4 separate regions of the Mus musculus genome follow, and regions 2, 3 and 4 are each linked to region 1. Evidence: chromatin contacts called from public Hi-C, Micro-C and promoter capture Hi-C data. All regions are on one chromosome and are shown on one strand. The core of a region is the stretch at or near the end of the contact, and the rest is flanking DNA. Distances in the headings are between cores, read along the strand shown. Region 1 holds the start of Cenpb (centromere protein B). Region 2 holds the start of Slc4a11 (solute carrier family 4, sodium bicarbonate transporter-like, member 11). Region 3 overlaps Gm30732. Region 4 holds the start of Smox (spermine oxidase).

The links. Promoter capture Hi-C pulls out the DNA fragments that hold promoters and counts their contacts. A called contact is a pair of places that touch in the nucleus more often than the background predicts.
Region 2: a contact with region 1 is called in a Micro-C map of embryonic stem cells, with 2.7 times the contacts expected there. The contact joins the promoter of Slc4a11 here to the promoter of Cenpb in region 1. A contact is called at or near these places in 1 of 39 promoter capture datasets (cranial neural crest), 2 of 484 Hi-C or Micro-C datasets (both in embryonic stem cells) and 2 of 115 datasets of contacts at active chromatin or transcription factors (both in embryonic stem cells).
Region 3: a contact with region 1 is called in a Hi-C map of stem cell-derived neural stem cells, with 3 times the contacts expected there. The contact joins the enhancer-like site here to the promoter of Cenpb in region 1. A contact is called at or near these places in 6 of 39 promoter capture datasets (cranial neural crest, embryonic stem cells, liver and 1 more), 7 of 484 Hi-C or Micro-C datasets (bone marrow-derived macrophages, brown adipocytes, cortical neurons and 3 more), 5 of 115 datasets of contacts at active chromatin or transcription factors (astrocytes, embryonic forebrain, embryonic stem cells and 2 more) and 2 of 9 other capture datasets (liver and macrophages).
Region 4: a promoter capture Hi-C map of hematopoietic stem and progenitor cells shows a contact between it and region 1. The contact joins the promoter of Smox here to the promoter of Cenpb in region 1. A contact is called at or near these places in 10 of 39 promoter capture datasets (the C10 cell line, the HPC-7 cell line, cranial neural crest and 7 more), 2 of 484 Hi-C or Micro-C datasets (hematopoietic stem and progenitor cells and liver), 11 of 115 datasets of contacts at active chromatin or transcription factors (SST interneurons, astrocytes, bone marrow-derived macrophages and 8 more) and 2 of 9 other capture datasets (liver and macrophages).

What each region holds. Positions count from the first base shown.
Region 1 is chr2:131,177,905-131,182,131 of GRCm38.p6, reverse strand. It overlaps Cenpb (centromere protein B), which reads left to right and starts at 2,065. Exons shown (of 1, transcript NM_007682.3): 1 at 2,065-4,227. The coding sequence starts at 2,256. The coding sequence ends at 4,055.
Region 2 is chr2:130,694,981-130,699,207 of GRCm38.p6, reverse strand. Slc4a11 (solute carrier family 4, sodium bicarbonate transporter-like, member 11) reads left to right here and starts at 1,689. Exons shown (of 21, transcript NM_001081162.1): 1 at 1,689-1,849; 2 at 2,453-2,560; 3 at 3,105-3,167. The coding sequence starts at 3,122.
Region 3 is chr2:131,528,275-131,532,501 of GRCm38.p6, reverse strand. It overlaps Gm30732, which reads right to left. Exons shown (of 2, transcript XM_017319385.2): 1 at 3,385-4,227; 2 at 2,158-2,491. The coding sequence starts at 4,034. The coding sequence ends at 2,221. Among named protein-coding and RNA genes, the nearest start is that of Gm30732, 4.4 kb to the right of the region's middle. Within about 2 kb of position 2,036, at least 27 of the 459 cell types and tissues checked have an H3K27ac peak or open chromatin away from gene starts, as enhancers often do. A contact at or near this core is called in bone marrow-derived macrophages, brown adipocytes and stem cell-derived neural stem cells, where this site is marked.
Region 4 is chr2:131,489,476-131,493,702 of GRCm38.p6, reverse strand. It overlaps Smox (spermine oxidase), which reads right to left and starts at 1,841. Exons shown (of 7, transcript NM_145533.2): 1 at 1,667-1,841. Gm30679 reads left to right here and starts at 1,427. Exons shown (of 2, transcript XM_030252306.1): 1 at 1,427-2,135. The coding sequence starts at 1,529.

The sequences.
Region 1 (4,227 bases), core at 816-3,315:
TCGCAGAACACAACACTGACCTGATTTCTGATTCTGTCTTTATCAGTTTCTCCTAAGTGTGTTGTTCTAGAGCCCTTAACCCAGAAGCTCCCAGGGCTCTATCCTTGGTTCTCTTTGTTTCTTGACCTAAAGCTTTGTCTACCCCAGCTCCTCAGCCCGTTATCCTGGAGGCTGCTCTTTCAAGACTTTTTAAAACATGGCAACCTATCAAAACCCTCACCAAAGGGCTCAAGGGTCTATGCAGAAAAGAAGGTAAAATGATGTTTAAGAGACAGAAGTGAGGGCTGGAGAGATGGCTCAGTGGTTAAGAGCACTGACTGCTCTTCCAGAGGTCCTGAGTTCTATTCTCAGAAACCGTATGGTGGCTCATAACCATCTGTAATGGGATCTGATGCCCTCTTCTGGTGTGTCTGAAGACAGCTATAGTGTACTCATATACATAAAATAAATCTTGGAAAAAAAAAAAAGAGCCAGAGGTGAGAGATGATTCCACAGAAATAGTGACTTCCACACACAACAGGATTGATACACATATGAACTCACAGTATGCACATGGCCTGCACAGGTTCAAGGCAGACCAGGTCCCAGCACTGAAAGGGAAAGTGGACAAAGTGTCCCATACCAAACCAAGATGCTCTCTGCAACTGATACCCACTGGCAAAGGGACAATCAGGGTTTTTTTCCCCATGGAATGTCAGAGTATATCAACCACACTCAAGGGCAGATCCACGCCCAGGTGTAGTTGGTCAACACAAAATGAACTCAATGGTATTTTTGTAGACTTTTTTGGGTATTTGTTTGTTTGTTTGTTTGTTTTACTGGTCTTTTGCTTGTTTGTTTTGAGTTTTGTCTTTGTAGAGTTCTCTCTCTCTCTCTCTCTCTCTCTCTCTCTCTCTCGTTTCTTGGGTTGTCTGGTATGGTGGTACATGCTTTAGTCCCAACACTGGGGAGGCAAAAGCAGGAGAATCTCCATGAGTTTCAGACCATAACAGGTCAATACAGAGTTCCAGGTCAGCCAAGGCTATATAATGAGACTCTGCTCAAACAAAACGAAAACAGGCAAGCAAAACACTGCACTGTGCGCACTGCCTCAAGGGTTCATCACTTTCGTGTTTGGTCCTGCAGGAGGAGGTTTTAAGATTTATTTGTACAGATGTTTATGTACATACGCATTTTTGTAGTTTTAGATATGGCTACTTGCATGGGGAGGGGGGAACCAATAACACCCAGATGTTAATAGTGTTTATGGATTTGAATTACTAGATCTTGTTTATTTTTGTTTTTCAAGAAAGTGGTATTCTGCATAACAAACAGCCCTGGAGACCAGGCTTGGCTCAACCTCCACCTACCTCTGTCTCCCTCATGCTGGGATTAAGGCATGCGCCATCACAAAAATTGCTAGAATTTTTAAAATGTCATTAACACCATCAAGTGGATTTAAATGCTATGTTGTCTTTACAATAACATAACTGCGTAACCATAGATTGGCTCTTTCACATTTGGAAGAGTATACACCATTAAAGTTCATGTTAGGTGTCTGAGAAAAAGGCGCAGCACTTAAAGTGCACAGGCTGCTCTCAAGAGGTTTGGATCCCAGCACCCATGTTGCAATTCATAATTACCTGCAATCCTACTCCTGTCTGAAGCCCTCTTCTGGTCTGCTTGGGCATCTGCATGCAGGAGCGCCTACACACAGGCAGACATTCACATGCATAAAGACAATTATTTAAAAAGAAGCATACAGACAATTGCATTTACACGTAGCAAAAAATCCTAATCGCTTGACGCCAACCAATTAAAACGCAGTCTAAGCAGCCTGATGCCAGCTAGCCGCCTCTGGAGGAAAGAGCAGACCGGAGAGCACCAAAAGGTCCCTGCGCATCTGTCCAGGTGCCTAAGTGCGTTTTGTCTCTGCCGATGACCTTTCCCGCGCGTGGCCGAGGCGCACAGTCCGGGCCTCAGCGCCCCCGGCGGCGGGTCCGGGCAGCGGCGCGGGGTCCGGGAGGCGGCGCCCAGCGTCCCCCCGCTTCCCGCGAGATCCCGCGCGCGCTCCGCCCCGCGCCGCGCCGCGCTCCCCGCTGGGCACGTCCTGCCGCCCGCGCCGCTCGCCACCGCCCGCCGCCGCCCCGCGAGCCGCTTTGTCTCGGGCGGGGCGCGCGGAGAGGCCACCAGGTGCCCCCCCCGCCGCGGGCCCGGGCCCCCCGCCCCGGGGCGGCGACGGCGGTGCCGGGCCCCGGGGCGGAGGGCGCGCCGGGATGGGCCCCAAGCGGCGGCAGCTGACGTTCCGGGAGAAGTCGCGGATCATCCAGGAGGTGGAGGAGAACCCGGACCTACGCAAGGGCGAGATCGCGCGGCGCTTCAACATCCCGCCGTCCACGCTGAGCACCATCCTGAAGAACAAGCGCGCCATCCTGGCGTCGGAGCGCAAGTACGGAGTGGCCTCCACCTGCCGCAAGACCAACAAGCTGTCCCCGTACGACAAGCTGGAGGGGCTTCTCATCGCTTGGTTCCAGCAGATCCGCGCCGCCGGGCTGCCGGTCAAGGGCATCATCCTGAAAGAGAAGGCGCTGCGGATAGCGGAGGAGCTGGGCATGGACGACTTCACTGCTTCCAACGGCTGGCTGGATCGCTTCCGCAGGCGCCACGGTGTAGTGGCCTGCAGCGGCGTGACCCGTTCTCGGGCGCGAAGCTCTGCCCCTCGGGCCCCAGCGGCACCTGCCGGCCCAGCCACGGTGCCCTCCGAGGGCAGCGGTGGGAGCACACCCGGCTGGCACACGAGGGAGGAGCAGCCGCCGTCGGTAGCTGAGGGCTACGCCTCGCAGGACGTGTTCAGCGCCACCGAGACCAGCCTGTGGTACGACTTTCTGTCGGACCAGGCCTCAGGGCTCTGGGGAGGTGATGGACCGGCGCGCCAGGCCACCCAGCGCCTTAGCGTTTTGCTGTGCGCCAACGCCGATGGCAGCGAGAAGCTTCCCCCACTGGTCGCAGGCAAATCTGCCAAGCCCCGTGCAGGGCAAGGTGGTCTGCCCTGCGACTACACTGCCAACTCGAAGGGTGGAGTCACCACCCAGGCTCTGGCTAAGTACTTGAAAGCTCTGGACACTCGAATGGCAGCAGAATCTCGTCGGGTCCTTCTGCTGGCCGGCCGTCTGGCTGCCCAGTCCTTGGACACCTCGGGCCTGCGGCACGTGCAGCTGGCCTTCTTCCCTCCTGGCACCGTGCATCCTTTGGAGCGAGGAGTGGTCCAACAGGTGAAGGGCCACTACCGCCAGGCGATGTTGCTCAAGGCCATGGCAGCACTCGAGGGCCAGGATCCCTCAGGCTTGCAACTGGGCCTTGTGGAGGCCCTGCACTTTGTGGCTGCAGCCTGGCAGGCAGTGGAGCCCTCGGACATAGCAACTTGCTTTCGTGAGGCGGGTTTTGGAGGTGGCCTTAATGCCACTATCACCACTTCCTTCAAGAGTGAGGGAGAGGAAGAGGAGGAAGAGGAGGAGGAAGAAGAGGAGGAGGAGGAAGAGGAGGGTGAAGGGGAAGAGGAGGAGGAAGAGGAAGAAGAAGGGGAGGAGGAAGGAGGGGAAGGAGAGGAGGAAGGAGAGGAAGAGGTAGAAGAGGAAGGTGAGGTTGATGATAGTGATGAAGAGGAGGAAGAAAGTTCCTCTGAGGGTTTAGAGGCTGAAGACTGGGCCCAGGGAGTAGTGGAAGCCAGTGGTGGTTTTGGGGGTTATAGTGTCCAGGAAGAGGCCCAGTTCCCCACTCTCCATTTCCTGGAAGGAGGAGAGGACTCTGACTCAGACAGTGATGAAGAGGAGGACGATGAAGAGGAGGATGAGGAGGATGAAGATGAGGAGGATGATGAGGATGGTGATGAGGTCCCTGTGCCCAGCTTTGGGGAGGCCATGGCTTACTTTGCCATGGTCAAGAGGTACCTGACCTCCTTCCCCATCGATGACCGAGTGCAGAGTCACATCCTTCATTTGGAACACGATCTGGTCCACGTGACTAGGAAGAACCATGCCAGGCAGGCGGGAGTTCGGGGTCTTGGACATCAAAGCTGAGCTGCTGGACATAGCTGTACCCCAGCCCAGATGGGCTGCTCCTGCCCAAGGCAGAGAACTCTGGGCAGCTGCTGGAGATGGCTGGAGAAGCCCAGGGCTTTCAGCAACGCTTCGCCAGGTTCCAGGCTCCAGGCTCTGAGACAGGCCCAGGGGCTGAGGTCCCCCTCACTGC
Region 2 (4,227 bases), core at 440-2,939, 480 kb after region 1:
GCTGGCCTCAAACTTGGAGAGATCTGCCTGCTTCTGCCCCCAGAGTGCTGGGATTAAAAGCATGTGCTGCCACATCTGCCTTGTTTTATTTCATTTTTTTAATGAGATACTAAACGGTTGCTTCTCACCCCAGATTCTAAAAGAAAGACATGGCAAGGGGTAGGCAGAGCTTAAAGGTACATGGAAAGTCATTAGACACTACCTGGAAGGGGAGGGGAGGTATGTGCATAGGTGGGGTCCCTAGCCTGCCTGCTCATGTCATCACCCAATGTAGCAAAGGCAGGAGAAGGGCTTCAGTGTCGGTTTGCCCTTTCAGCCTCTGGCCTGCACAGCACAGGGCGGGTGGGAAAACGAAGGAAACCATTCCTTAAACACTGCCAAAAGGGCTGAAGGGGGAAAGGTCACACTTCGGTCCTCTGAGACAGTGGTGCAGGAGTCTACAGACTGGGGTGGGGGTGGGAGTGGGTACTCCTGGCTCCTTTCTCCTCCTAATAAGGAGAGGTTGGGGAAATTGTTCCTTAAGTCTCCAGAGATTTTCTGGAACTGGAAGGGTTTGGACCAACCAAGTATTGGGGTGCTGCTAGGAAGCTATGCAAAAGACATAACATGAGAGACTGGGGTGGAAGAGGGATCCCGACCCTGAGTCAGCCATTCTGCCAGGCTCTTCAGCTTTCCTGAACCCCCACCCTGCAACACCACCAGCCTGGATAGAGCTAGGAGTCTTTTTTTTGGGGGGAAGGGGAGTGTTCGAGACAGGGTTTCTCTGTGTAGCCCTGGCTGTCCTGGAACTCACTTTGTAGACCAGGCTGGCCTCAAACTCAAAAAATCCATCTGCCTCTGCCTCCCAAGTGTTGGGATTAAAGGCGTGCGCCACAACTGCCGGGTTTAGGGCTAGGATTCTAAGGAGAAGATACTGAGAGGAGTTCCTAAGAGCTAAGTGAACAACATGGCATGTAGCCTCCTCCCAGGGCCTGCTTACCCCAACAAAGGCAGCGTGCGGCTATCCCTGAGTCATCACGGTTCTTAGAGATGGGAGGGATCCTGGAATAACGAGCGCGCGCGTCTGTGTGTGTGTGTGTGTGTGTGTGTGTGTGTGTGTGTGTAGGGGAGACTTCAGGACCCTCCGTACCTTCAATCCGAATGCCAACTTGGCTCACCATGCCTATTTATATGCAAATTCCCGCAACACTCCAAATGCCTTTCCAACTCACCCACCCCCTAACACGCTTGAGCAACAGTGAAAGGAACTGTGTGGAAGCTATCACGGAGTGGGAAGGAGTGGCTGGAGAATAGTACTTTACTTAAGTGTGTGCCCCAGGGACAATAGGAAGCTCAAGGTCTGTAGAATCACTGGGAAGCCACCGAAGGTTGGGTTGGGGTTAAGGAAAGAGGTGCTCAACGCACTTATCAGAACTCACCGCAAGCCGCTCTCCAGAGACCCGGCCACTTCCTAACCTGGGAGAGGGATGCGGAACCGAGAGCGGGCGCCAGCGGGTGAACACGCGGGAGCGTGGGCGGCTTAGGGCGCTAGCCCACGGGCAAGTGCAGAAAGCGGCGTAGGCGGGGGTTGGGGACCGCCCTGGCGGTCGGGGGCGTGGCGAGGGCAAAGGGGCGCGGCAAGGGAGGGTTGGGGGCGATTCGGCAGCCCGAGGGTGTGGCAGTCAGTGGCGTACAGCTAAGGTGGGGGCGGAGTTCCTCCAAGCTTTTAAAACAGGCGCGCCCCTTCCCTCCGGGCTCCAGTGAGTGTCCCTGCACTGCTCTGAAACTTCGTAGTCCCTCCCAGGCCGGCACCCCACGACTCTCAGGCCTGCGCACGCGAGCCGCCGAGGATCCAGAACAGACCTCGCGGGTGAGGGCGCGACTTTGGCTGGAAGCAGCCTCACGCCGCACGGTTAGGAGCGCGGCGCGGCTCGCAGGAGTGTCGCCGGCTCCAGCTGCGAGCCGGCCCAGAACCACGGAGTCCTGATTGAGAAGCCCGGGCCATGGCCACGCCAGGCGTGTATGCCAGCGCCGGCCTCTCAGGCCTGGGTGGGCGAGAGGCTGTGCCGGCTTTGCGCCTCCGGAGGGGTTCGACCAAAAGAGTTCCGAATGTCAGTGCGCGCGCGCGGGGCAAGGGGCGGCCTGGGACACCGTGGGCATCCTGTCCGTGTTTGTTCTGCGTTCGCGGTCTTGACACACACACCCTCAGCAACTGAAGGAAAGATGTAACGTAGCCGGCGGAGGGGAGGGTTGGGAGCTCCGAAATGGGCAGGGTGGCGCTTTGGTGTCCTCAGCACCGGATTGCGTTCCGCCGCCTAGAGTTACGATTCATCAGAGCTGGGTGTATCCGGCCACTCACCTGCACGTGGGTGTGGTCTGTTCCCCTTAGCTACCGCCCCAAGTGCCTCCAAATCCTGCCCATCTACTCACTCTCAGTGGCTGCAAACATGGACTACATCTTTTTCTCGTACAGGCCCATCCTCCCGTGCGTCCTTCTTTGCACAAACATCTCGGATAGTACCTCCAATCTCTGTGTACTGCACACCCACTCTACCCCTTCTTTCCGGCATCGCAGGACACGGTACAACCCTGGGATAGAGGCAGTTGCTGGGTCGGTCCCCTGGGTGACCCCTAGGCCATTGAAGAGATGGGAAGAACTGCGTCTGAGATGGGCATGTGTGGCCCTTGGCAACCAGGGCAGATCTGAGGAGAGGCTCACCCCCACCTCAAAGTGCTGGGCGAGGCTGGGCTGGATCCAGGGAGGAGGCGATTTCCAGTTGTCTTCCTCCAGAACTGGATGGGGCTCAGTCAGAGACGCTTGGATTAATGAGCCGAGTACTGATGATAATTTAGTGATGACATGACCTGAGGAAGTACTCTTCACTTCCCTGGCACGCATAGGAAGTCCATACTAGGCAGACTAAGGGATTTAATACCTTACAGTAAGGATGGTCATCCCAGACACTGCAGGCTCCCCTACATAGTACTTTGACCCCCACCTCTCTCATGCAAGTGGGCTTGCATGTGTTCCTAGGAAGGATGAGGAATCATCAGGCATGGGGTGAACTAAGGCTGTCCAGGGCTGGTCCACAGGATTGGTGACTATTCTTTGGCTTCTTTTGTAGAAAACTGTCCTTGGGCCATGTCACAGAATGAACACTGTCAGGACTCCGGTGAATACTTCTCAGGTGTGTATCTAGAAAATCTGGGGAACTCAGCCTGTGTACCCATCAATGAACCCCAGGCAGAGCCACTTGTCCATAGCCCATTGCTGGGGTGGTTAGCTCCCACCTGTCCGAAGGCCGTGTGGCTTGCTGAGTAGGCAGCTGATGAGACTGGCCAAAGGCAAGCAACCAGGGGTGCGGAGGTCTTGGGAGGGCAGATTAGGCTACCAGTGCCGCTTACAGTTTTCTCCTGTGGCTCAGTATTCCCGGGCCCTTCATATCTGGCCAGCTTAGGCCACATGCTATACTATGCCTTGTCCTGTTGGGCCTCATGTGGTCCTGGAGAGAGAGGCTGCAATTGTCCCTGCTTCAACTGGCTAGCTCCTTCTCTGCATTTGGCTCTATGCTGCTTATCTGTCTACCCTTTGTTTCTTTGTTTTGTCTCATTTGATTTTGTTTGAGAAAAAGAAAAAAGAAATCCTCATGTAGCCTGGGCTGGCCTAAAACTCCCCATGTAGCCAAATAAGAACTTGAATTTCCAATTATATCCAAATATTAAGATTACAAGCTTGTACCACCAAACCAGGTTTACAGGGTACTGGGGCGTGAACTCTGGGTTTCATGCAGGTTAGGCACATATTCTACACATCGAGCTGCATCCCTAGCCTTCCCATGTTGTTTAGTAGCATGCATTTAGGCATCACGGTGATGTGTTTTTACCCAGATCTCCTGGGTGGGAGTGCTCTTTGAGTCAGGCTGGAAGCTGGCAGGTTAGATTTATGTCTGTGCTACTTGGAATGGCATGGCAGGAGACCTAAGAGGTCTGAGAGTCAAGGCTAAGAAAAGGAAGAGAATGATGCATCAGGCTAGGAGCAGTAGCAGAAGCGAGACTGAGCCTGGCTGCTGGAGGAGCCATGTGGATTTACTTAATAATTTCAGCAGGGTGTCGGGGGTGGTGGCACACGCCTTTAATCCCAGCACTTGGGAGGCAGAGGCAAGTGGATTTCTGAGTTTGAGGACAGCCTGGTCTACAGAGTAAGTTCCAGGACAGCCAGGGCTATACAGAGAAACCCTGTCTCAAAAA
Region 3 (4,227 bases), core at 787-3,286, 350 kb before region 1:
AGTGAGTTCTAGCACAGCCAGGGCAACTCAAAAGAACCCTGACTTGAAAAACTGAAGGAAAACAAAAAGGAAGAAAAAGAAAAAAGCGATATTTTGAGAGTGGAGTTATTACAGTACTAACTGTCACTTTGATAAAGTCTACAGTCACCTGGGATATTTGCTGAGCAAATGGGGGATTGTCTTTTTTATGTTAGTTGATGCCGGGGGTAGGGGGGCTCATCTTCATCATAGGTGGGACCAACACGTTTCCCTTTAAGTTGCTTTTATCAGTGTATTTTATTGCAGCAACAGGAAAAGAAATTAAGATATTGTGTTTACATTAAATACAGAAATGAGAAAATCTGGGGTTGCAGAGATGTTAGGAACCCTGGCTGCTCTCAAAGAAGACCCAGGTTCAGTTCCTAGTGCCCGCATGTACTCACGGCCAGCCATCTGTAGCCCCTTTCCTGGCCTCTGTGGGCACCAGTCATACACATGGTGCACAGACATACATGCAGGCAAATAAAATAAAACTGAAAATATTTCCCAATAGGATTTTTTTAAAGAAATTATCAAAGTTCAAACTAATATGTCAAGTGTCTTGAGGGTGGCAGCTCTTTGGATCTAAAAATGTTCCCCAAGAATATGAGAGATCACACAGTCTCTCCCTCCTTCCTTGTATGTGCCCCCCCCAGGTCCCTCTCTCCCCTCCTCCCTCCCTCTCACCCTTCCTTTTGCCTCACTCTCCCTCCCTCACTCCTTGCCCCTCACCCCCTCTCTCCCCTCCTTCCCTCCCTCAGTCTCCCTTTTGCATCTTCCCTCTCTCTCTCTTTCCCTCTTTCCCTCCCTCTCCACCTCCCTCCCTCCCTGTCACTCTTCTTCCTTCTCTCTCTCTCTCCAAACACATCCTGTCATATGTCTCACCAGAGGCCCAAAGCAGTGCATCTGCAGGGCCCTTAACTGAAACACCCTGGACTGGAAGTCAGAGTGAACCTTTCCACTTTATGAGCCAATTTTCTCAGGTATTCTGCCACAGTAGCGGAAAGCTGCCAAACGCATTAACCTTACAAAAGTGTTCCTGGCAGTCAGCAGGCTGTTAAGGGCAACGGCTCACAGTCTCGGCGATTCCTCCAGGTCACTGTTTTAGGTAACTAGTAAAGTCGAGTTTGGCAAATCAATGTCTAATAATTAGTCTTTTCTACATGACTCTACTTCAAAACCACTACAAACCGCACATACAATACACAGATCATGCATGTTGTTCTTTAAAGTTTTGAACTTCAAGAAACAAAAGTGTTTTTTGTGCCTCTCTCAGTCATTAATCTTACCAGTTATTAGATATTGATTTATCTGATGGCTTTCTTAGAGCACTGCATGTACTGTGTGTCTGCCAAGCATGGCTTCACCTGTTACCTGGAACAGAGTGACCTGGAGGAAAAGCTGAGATGATGAGCCGTTGCCCCAAACCCTTCTGTAAAAGCTTGCTTGCTTGCCAGTCTGACTTGTATTTTAGAATATAAAATGAGAACGCAAACTGAGCCTGGCATCAAAACCTTTCAGGATTTGTCCTGGCTTTGGTCCATCAGTGGCGGCTCATCTCTTCCACTCACTGGTGTCAGAGTGCTTATTCCAGAAAGATTCCCCCGCCCCGGATGCTCAGATGTCCGAACTGGGGCCCCAGGTGGTGGTGCTGTTTGGGGAGGTCAGGATGCTGCACCCTGCTGGAGGATGTACGTCACTTCAGGCAGCTCTGAGCGGTTCCAGTTCCCTCTCCACTTCTGCTTGTGGTTGAAGATGTGCACATCAGCTCCCTTCTCCAGCAGCTTGCCTGCTGCTGCCACACCTCCTCGATGAGGTGGTGATGAGCTCGTCCCCATGGGTCTATAAGCCAAAATAAACCCTCCTGTAAGTTGCTGTTGGTCATGGTGTTTTATCCCAGCAACAGAAAATAACTAACACACAAACAACTACATTCCAGTAAATACGTTTAGTTTTTATATAAGTTATGTATGAAAGGCTCGTGTTATCCCCATGGTGTAGCCAGATCTAACCGGCCACAATAAGTAAACGCAATGCTGTTCCTCACAGCTGTGTCACTTCCATCAACCCAGAGCCACACCGTGTGGGGGGCTCTGACACCAGATTGAAGAGTAAATTGAAATCACACTTCTGATATTATTCATTGTTCAGTGTTTATTAAACGGGGTCCAGTGACCGCTTGCTTGGTTCATTCTCAGGAATTCAGAAAAGCTCAGAGAATACAAATCCTCTCAATGCAGCAAGTGCTGTGTTCCCATATGGCCAGAAGGTGGTGCTAGAGGTCATGGTCATGGTTCGTGGCTTGTCCTTTCTTCCAGAGAACTTCTGCCTCTCCAGGCCTGCCTTGTGAGAAGGAGAACCCATTTGACCCTTGTGTATCTTTGCAGTTGGAAAAATCTCCACCACTAACTGCTGGTGTGAGCACGGTGGAACTGAGACAGTACCAGCGCAGACAGCAGCATGTGACACTTCCCTGTGAAGAGGAGCAAAGAGCAATGACAGAAGCAAACAGGCAGCTGGAAAGTCGGGATAAAGGTCCCTGCCTTAGAGGGTGGGGATTACAGGTCACCAAAGCAGAGTAGGGGTCAACCTTGTGTCCCGAGGGAATTCCCACAGGAGGCTAGAGAGCTGTCTGTATGGGTGAGAAGTGACTTACTTAGATTTTATGTGTCTATGAGGCAGAAGACAGCAAAGAAAAATAGAGTTGTGGGCAGGAGAGGAGTGTCAGGAACCTAAAGGGAGACCCAAGAGGGCTGCCACCAACACTAAGGGCGCGTCTCCAGGCTCACACCCTTGCATGGTGTCTTCCTTCCCTTACCATTCTGTAAACCTTTTCCATTAACCTGTCTCTACACTGGGTACTATTTTGGATGCACCGGATACGTAGCAGTGAACAGGGAACTTCCATAGTCATGAGATGGAAGGACAGGCATCTGCATAAACACCAAGTAGCAAAGGGGAGGAAAGAAAGGCCGTGAAGAAAGGGGGCACAGAATGGGGTAGACGGGGTAACTGTGGAAAAGGACAGTATGCCCAGAAAAGTATCTGATTAGAACCCTGACAAAAAAGAGCAGCCAGGTCCTAGGGGAAGACAGAGAGGAAGCAGGGGGACCTTAGAACTTCTCACAGGATGACTGAGAGCAACGCCTTGCTTCTCCAGTGTGAGGGCTGTCCCTGGAAACCAAGGAGGCTGCATTGGCCCTGTGGAGGAGGTTATAGAGGAACACCACCTGGGAGGCTGCCTCCGCCACTCAAGGCAGAGATGCAGGTACAGTGGGGTATCTCAAAGGATGCGATTCAGAATGCGTAAGAGGAGTCGATGAGACTCGCCTATGGGAAAGCAGATGATAGGGAGTGGATAGTGACCTGAGTGTTCTGAAGCCAAAGAATGGTGGTGCCACATGCTCAGACGAAGAAGATGAAGTTGGACTGGACTGTGAGCGGTGGGAGGGAAAGCCCTGCTTTGTCTGTGGAAAGATGGCGTAGGCGGCACTGTATGGTCTGTGTGGTGTGCTCCTCTGCTTTATCCTGGTCAGTGGGCACAGCCCTTCTCCTCCAGACGAGCCTGCTGGTATGGCTTGGCTCATGACAGAATTATGCTGACTAGTTTTAGGAGAACAAGAAACAATAGAGAGACCAAGTGAAATGATACGCAAAGCCAAGATCCCAATGCCAGGGACACGGCCTTGGGCTGGGGTATACAGATGGCTGTGTAATCCCACATGGCCCCACATTTTGGGGTAGGAGTAATGGTAGACATAAGACAAAAAGAAGTAGAGGGTGAAGTGGAGTGAACCCCAAATCCAACAGGCCCAAATCACATGTGCACTGAATCTGTAAAATAAACTGCCTAATAGCTCGTTCGCATCCCATGAGAGCAGGTTTGGGGTGTTCTTTATTATTAGCAACACTAGACTAAAGGGACACAGTAATGTCCCTCTAGCCACTAGCTCTGCTTTAGGGGATGGAAAGGGGCAGTGGCCAACCCTTTTGCCTACTATTAAATATACAAGCATGGGGTTATCATGGTTACCCTTAGCAGGACACTGCCTGCCTGTTGCCCAATACAAATGAGAGATGGGCTCAATAAACAGGCTGACCCAGAGAAAACCCGGCCTTCTGCCACTCTGCCATTAAGTTGAAAAGACCATTAATTAGACAAGCAGCTAGCTTGCTTATACCACACCTAGGAACTTCCCTTCTTCCCAT
Region 4 (4,227 bases), core at 592-3,091, 310 kb before region 1:
TGAAGGGTGGGTGGAAAGGGGTCCGAGCTGCCTGTCCTAAGAGATAGATTATCAGCCACTCTCAGATGTCATGACCCAAGTATTGTCAATCCTGCCCCCGACATTGTCAGGATTCTGCTTTGTCCACATTAAGACATCAGAAGACCGGTAGGATCCAGCTAGGGCCAGAGACAAGATCTGCCACTGAAAATCATGAGCATGAAACCACTTAAGATCTTTGAGTTCTGGGCTGGAGAGATGGTTCATCGGTTAAGCACACTTGCTGCTCTTCCAGAGAACCAAGAGTTAAGTTCCCAGCACCCACCCACAAGACAGCTTACTTGTAATGCAGTTCCAGGGATCTGACAACCTCACACACATGCATGCAGGCAAAATACTAGTACACATAAAATAAGTCAAAAACAGAGATCTTTGTATTCATAAATTAATTTTTTAATCATAAGAAAGAATAAAAACAGGGGTAGAAAGTGAACAGAGGATGGCAAGAAGGGCAGTCAGGAGAGGAAATGCTGAGAACAGAGCCCTGGGGCCCTCAAGCATTTAACAGCAAAACTAAGGGGAAGGGGACAGGCTAGGGCAGGCTGGTAGAAGGGAGGAACTGGGGCACCCAGGGAAAGATACAACTCTAGGACAGAGCTTTCTAAAGACACTGCAAGGCAAGCAAAACCTGCTAGAGCGGCCCTGGATGGACTGCAGAAGGAAAGGGTGCCTGCTTCTTAGGGGCACTGCTTAAAGTCAGAACTTCCGAGGAGATCCTTGTGATGGGAATTGGGTGCCTGGCTGACGGGGGATGAGGTTCAAAGCCAAACAGGGAGACTGTGAAATGACGAGGGCGGACAAAGACTGTTCTCAAAACCTGCTGGGTAAGAAATGCCAGGGACATCTAAAGGGATGGTCACAGGGCCCAGGAGGAAGCGCGGCCCTTCAAGCCCTGTAATGCTCCTTCCTCTGTAAGAGGAAAGGGACAGAGGTAGCAGAACACAAATAAATGAGGGCCATTCAAACACTTTCTTGACCTTCTCTTTACCCCCAGCCTGGGTGACCTCCACTCAGCACCTGCTGTTTCCCCCACAAGCTCGGCCAAGTGGACCCCAGGCGGGACGGTGCTGTGCCACTATCAGTTGGCTCCTCCAACAACCTGTGGGCACGGCTCACGAAAGGGCCAGCCACGGCGCGGTTTGCTCAGGTGCAAGACCCAAAAGGTCCGCGCACCGCTCACCTGCTCCACAGCCGCGCCACCTCCAAGCCGGCGGCCGGCCTCGGCACCCCTTCCCGGCGAAGCGACTTGCTCCCTTCCCTTCGTCAGCCTGGCTCCGGCCAAGCCGGGCAGCCTGTGAGCCCCGGGGCAACCCGCGGGAGAGCGGCTCCCCACTCCTCCAGCTGTCCCAAGGAGACCGGCAGACGCCGGGCCGCCGCCGCCGCCGCCGCCGCCGCAAGCTGTGTTCCCTCCCCTCCACAGCGCACACCCTCCGGGCCGACCGAGTGCCTCGCCGGCTTTGTCTGCGCCGCCGCGCTGGGCGTCCGGAGGATGCGGCCCGGACCCCGGGGTCGCGGCCAGCCCGGGCAGCCTCTTCTGCCCACCGCCCGCCGCCGGCCTCCATCGGGAGCCCCTTGCCTACGAGGCTCGGTGGCTGTCCGAGCCCGGGTCGGGGAGGCCGCACGGTACCTTTCCTTGCGGAGCCCGGGAGCGTCTTCGCGAGCGGCCTCGGCCTCTCCGCCTCCCCTCCTCCGCAGCCACTGGGCTTCCTCCTGCAGCCGCCGCCGGGACCGTAGGGCCGAGCCAGCCGCCGGGGCCTGTGCGGGGGCCCCGCTCCGCCTCGCGTCCCCGGCCCACCCCGCCTGGGTGCTCCGCCCCGGGCCCGCCCACCGGGGGCGGGGAGCCCGAGGCCACCCAGCCTGGAGTTGCCCGCGGCACAGCCACCTGCACTCCCCTATCTCGCAAAAGGGACGCCTCACCCACCTATCCGCCCAGAAACAGAGCCAGCCCCGCGACGCCCCGCCCTGCAAAGCAGACGAGGTCTTCCGGCACTGTCAGAGCGCTGCGCCCACCTCAGTTTACCCAGACTCTGCCGCCCTTTTGAAAAGAAGAAAGGGCCCCTCTTGTCCTGGACTGTCTCTCGTCCTGCAGGTCTCAGGTGGGTGCCGGCGGGAACCAGGAACCTCAGGTGAAAGGAAAAGAATGCTCACATCCTCTCAGTACCCAGCCCATGTCCTGAAGTGGCCCTTTTTAAAAAGTGTATTTCCCTAGTAAAACCCTCAAACTTTTAATAAAAGCCAACGTTAATACTAGGTGGCACTTTTTCCTTTTTTCAAAAAAAAATTAATTGGTATCAATTATTTTTTAGCGGGCAATAGTGGCACATGCCTTTAATCTGGTGGTTCTCCAGCTTCCTAATGCTGACACACAGTTCCTCGTGTTGTAGTGACCCCCCAACCATAAAATTATTTCATTGCTACTTCGTAACTGTAATGTTGCTACTGTTATGAATTGAAACATAAATAAATATCTGACATGCGACCCCTATGAAAGGTCGTTGGAACCCTAAGGGATAGTAACCCACAGGTTTAGGACCACTGCGGAATCCCTCTAGAAGCAGGTGGATCTCTGAGTTCAAAGCCAGTCTGAACCACAGAGTAAGTGTAGGACAGCCAGAGTCAAACAGAGAAATCCTGTCTTGAACCACCCCCAACTCTCCCCCTCCACACACACACACAAAAGTAAGAAAATTATTTTTTATTCATCTCTGCACCTCCTAATCTGTTTTTTCGTATGTTTTGCTGGTACTACACCAGGTCAACACTTGGTCCGAGGGAATACAAGCCCCTGGTGGCCGCAGAGCCTCTACTCCGAACTGTGTCTCTGGAGGGGGCCCTCCCCTGATTTCAACCTGGAACCAGGCAATGCTGAGCACAGGTCGCTGTAGGTTCAGCCCGGAGAGATCCTGGATGTGGATCACATGCTCGTGATCCCAGCCTCAGAAGGCCATGTGGGGGGGGGGGGGGTACAGAGTTCAAGGCTAGCCTTGGCTACATACCAACTTCAAGGCCAGGCTGAGCCACACAGTGAAAGCCTGCCTCAAAGAAGCAAGAAGTAGAGATGTGGCTCAACAGCAGAACACACTTCTCAACATAGACAAGGCTCTGGGGCCAATCCCCAAAACTGAATTATATATATAATTCATATATATATATATATATATATATATATATATATGGCCTGGAAAGAGGTAGCCCTGCAAAAGTGGCTCTGATGGTCCCAGCCAAAGGGAACCAACCACCTAGGAGCCAATTTGGGTAGGGGACAAATGAATTTCTGGTGAAGTTTCTTCTTGTCAGAAAGGCTCTAGTCCTTCACCAAACTCGAAGTCCCTCTTCCCACCCCTCTTTAAAACACCACGCACTCCTGGGGTTAAACTCAGGTACACACCATACTCTCCTCTGTGGCTCTGTCACCCTCCACCAAAGAGTGGAATGGCTATGGGTGACTTTAAGGGCTAAAAAGCCTCTGTGTAGTTACTTGGTCTTAGGCAAGTTACTTAGTGTCTTCTTGTTTCCGTTCCCTCCTCCTCAATAAGTAATACCTGCTCCAAAGGGTGGTATTACACAAAAATATTAATCTGATCTGACTGTTTAGAAAACTATTCAAATGGTTTGCGTGCAAACAAGCAGCTTAATTTAGTTACTCATATAACAGAAAAGCCCAGCAGTATAACTGACTCGGGTATGCAATGGCCCAAATAAATAAATAAAAATTCAAACCTGCTCTTCACAATGAAAACCTGTTTTCAGCAGCTCTGAGCCCCATCCCCACAGACCTCATCCTCATTTCTTTCAGTCAAATAGTTGGCTCTGACTGGTTCATATGTCATCCCGAGGCAGTCACTGAGGTGTAGCCTGGAGCCAGGCCATCTATTCTAAGCCATATGGATAGGGAGGGAAGAAGAATAATTACAGGGCCCTGTTTACTACCAGAAGGTGAACGGCCCCAGAGCTGTGTGTGCCAAGCTTGTACTAAGTTCCCCTCCAAAAGCCATTAAAGATACTTGTGTTCCAATTGAGGCAGATAAGAAAGATCCACCTATTCCTGGCGCACTTTGGGTGTTAAGCATTGTTAAAACTGTTTTTAAAGTTGCTATTACTAGCTGGACTTGTTGACACATGCTTCTAATCCCAGCACTCCAGAGGTAGGCAGATCTCTGAGTTTGAGGCCAGCCTCAAACTGCAGAG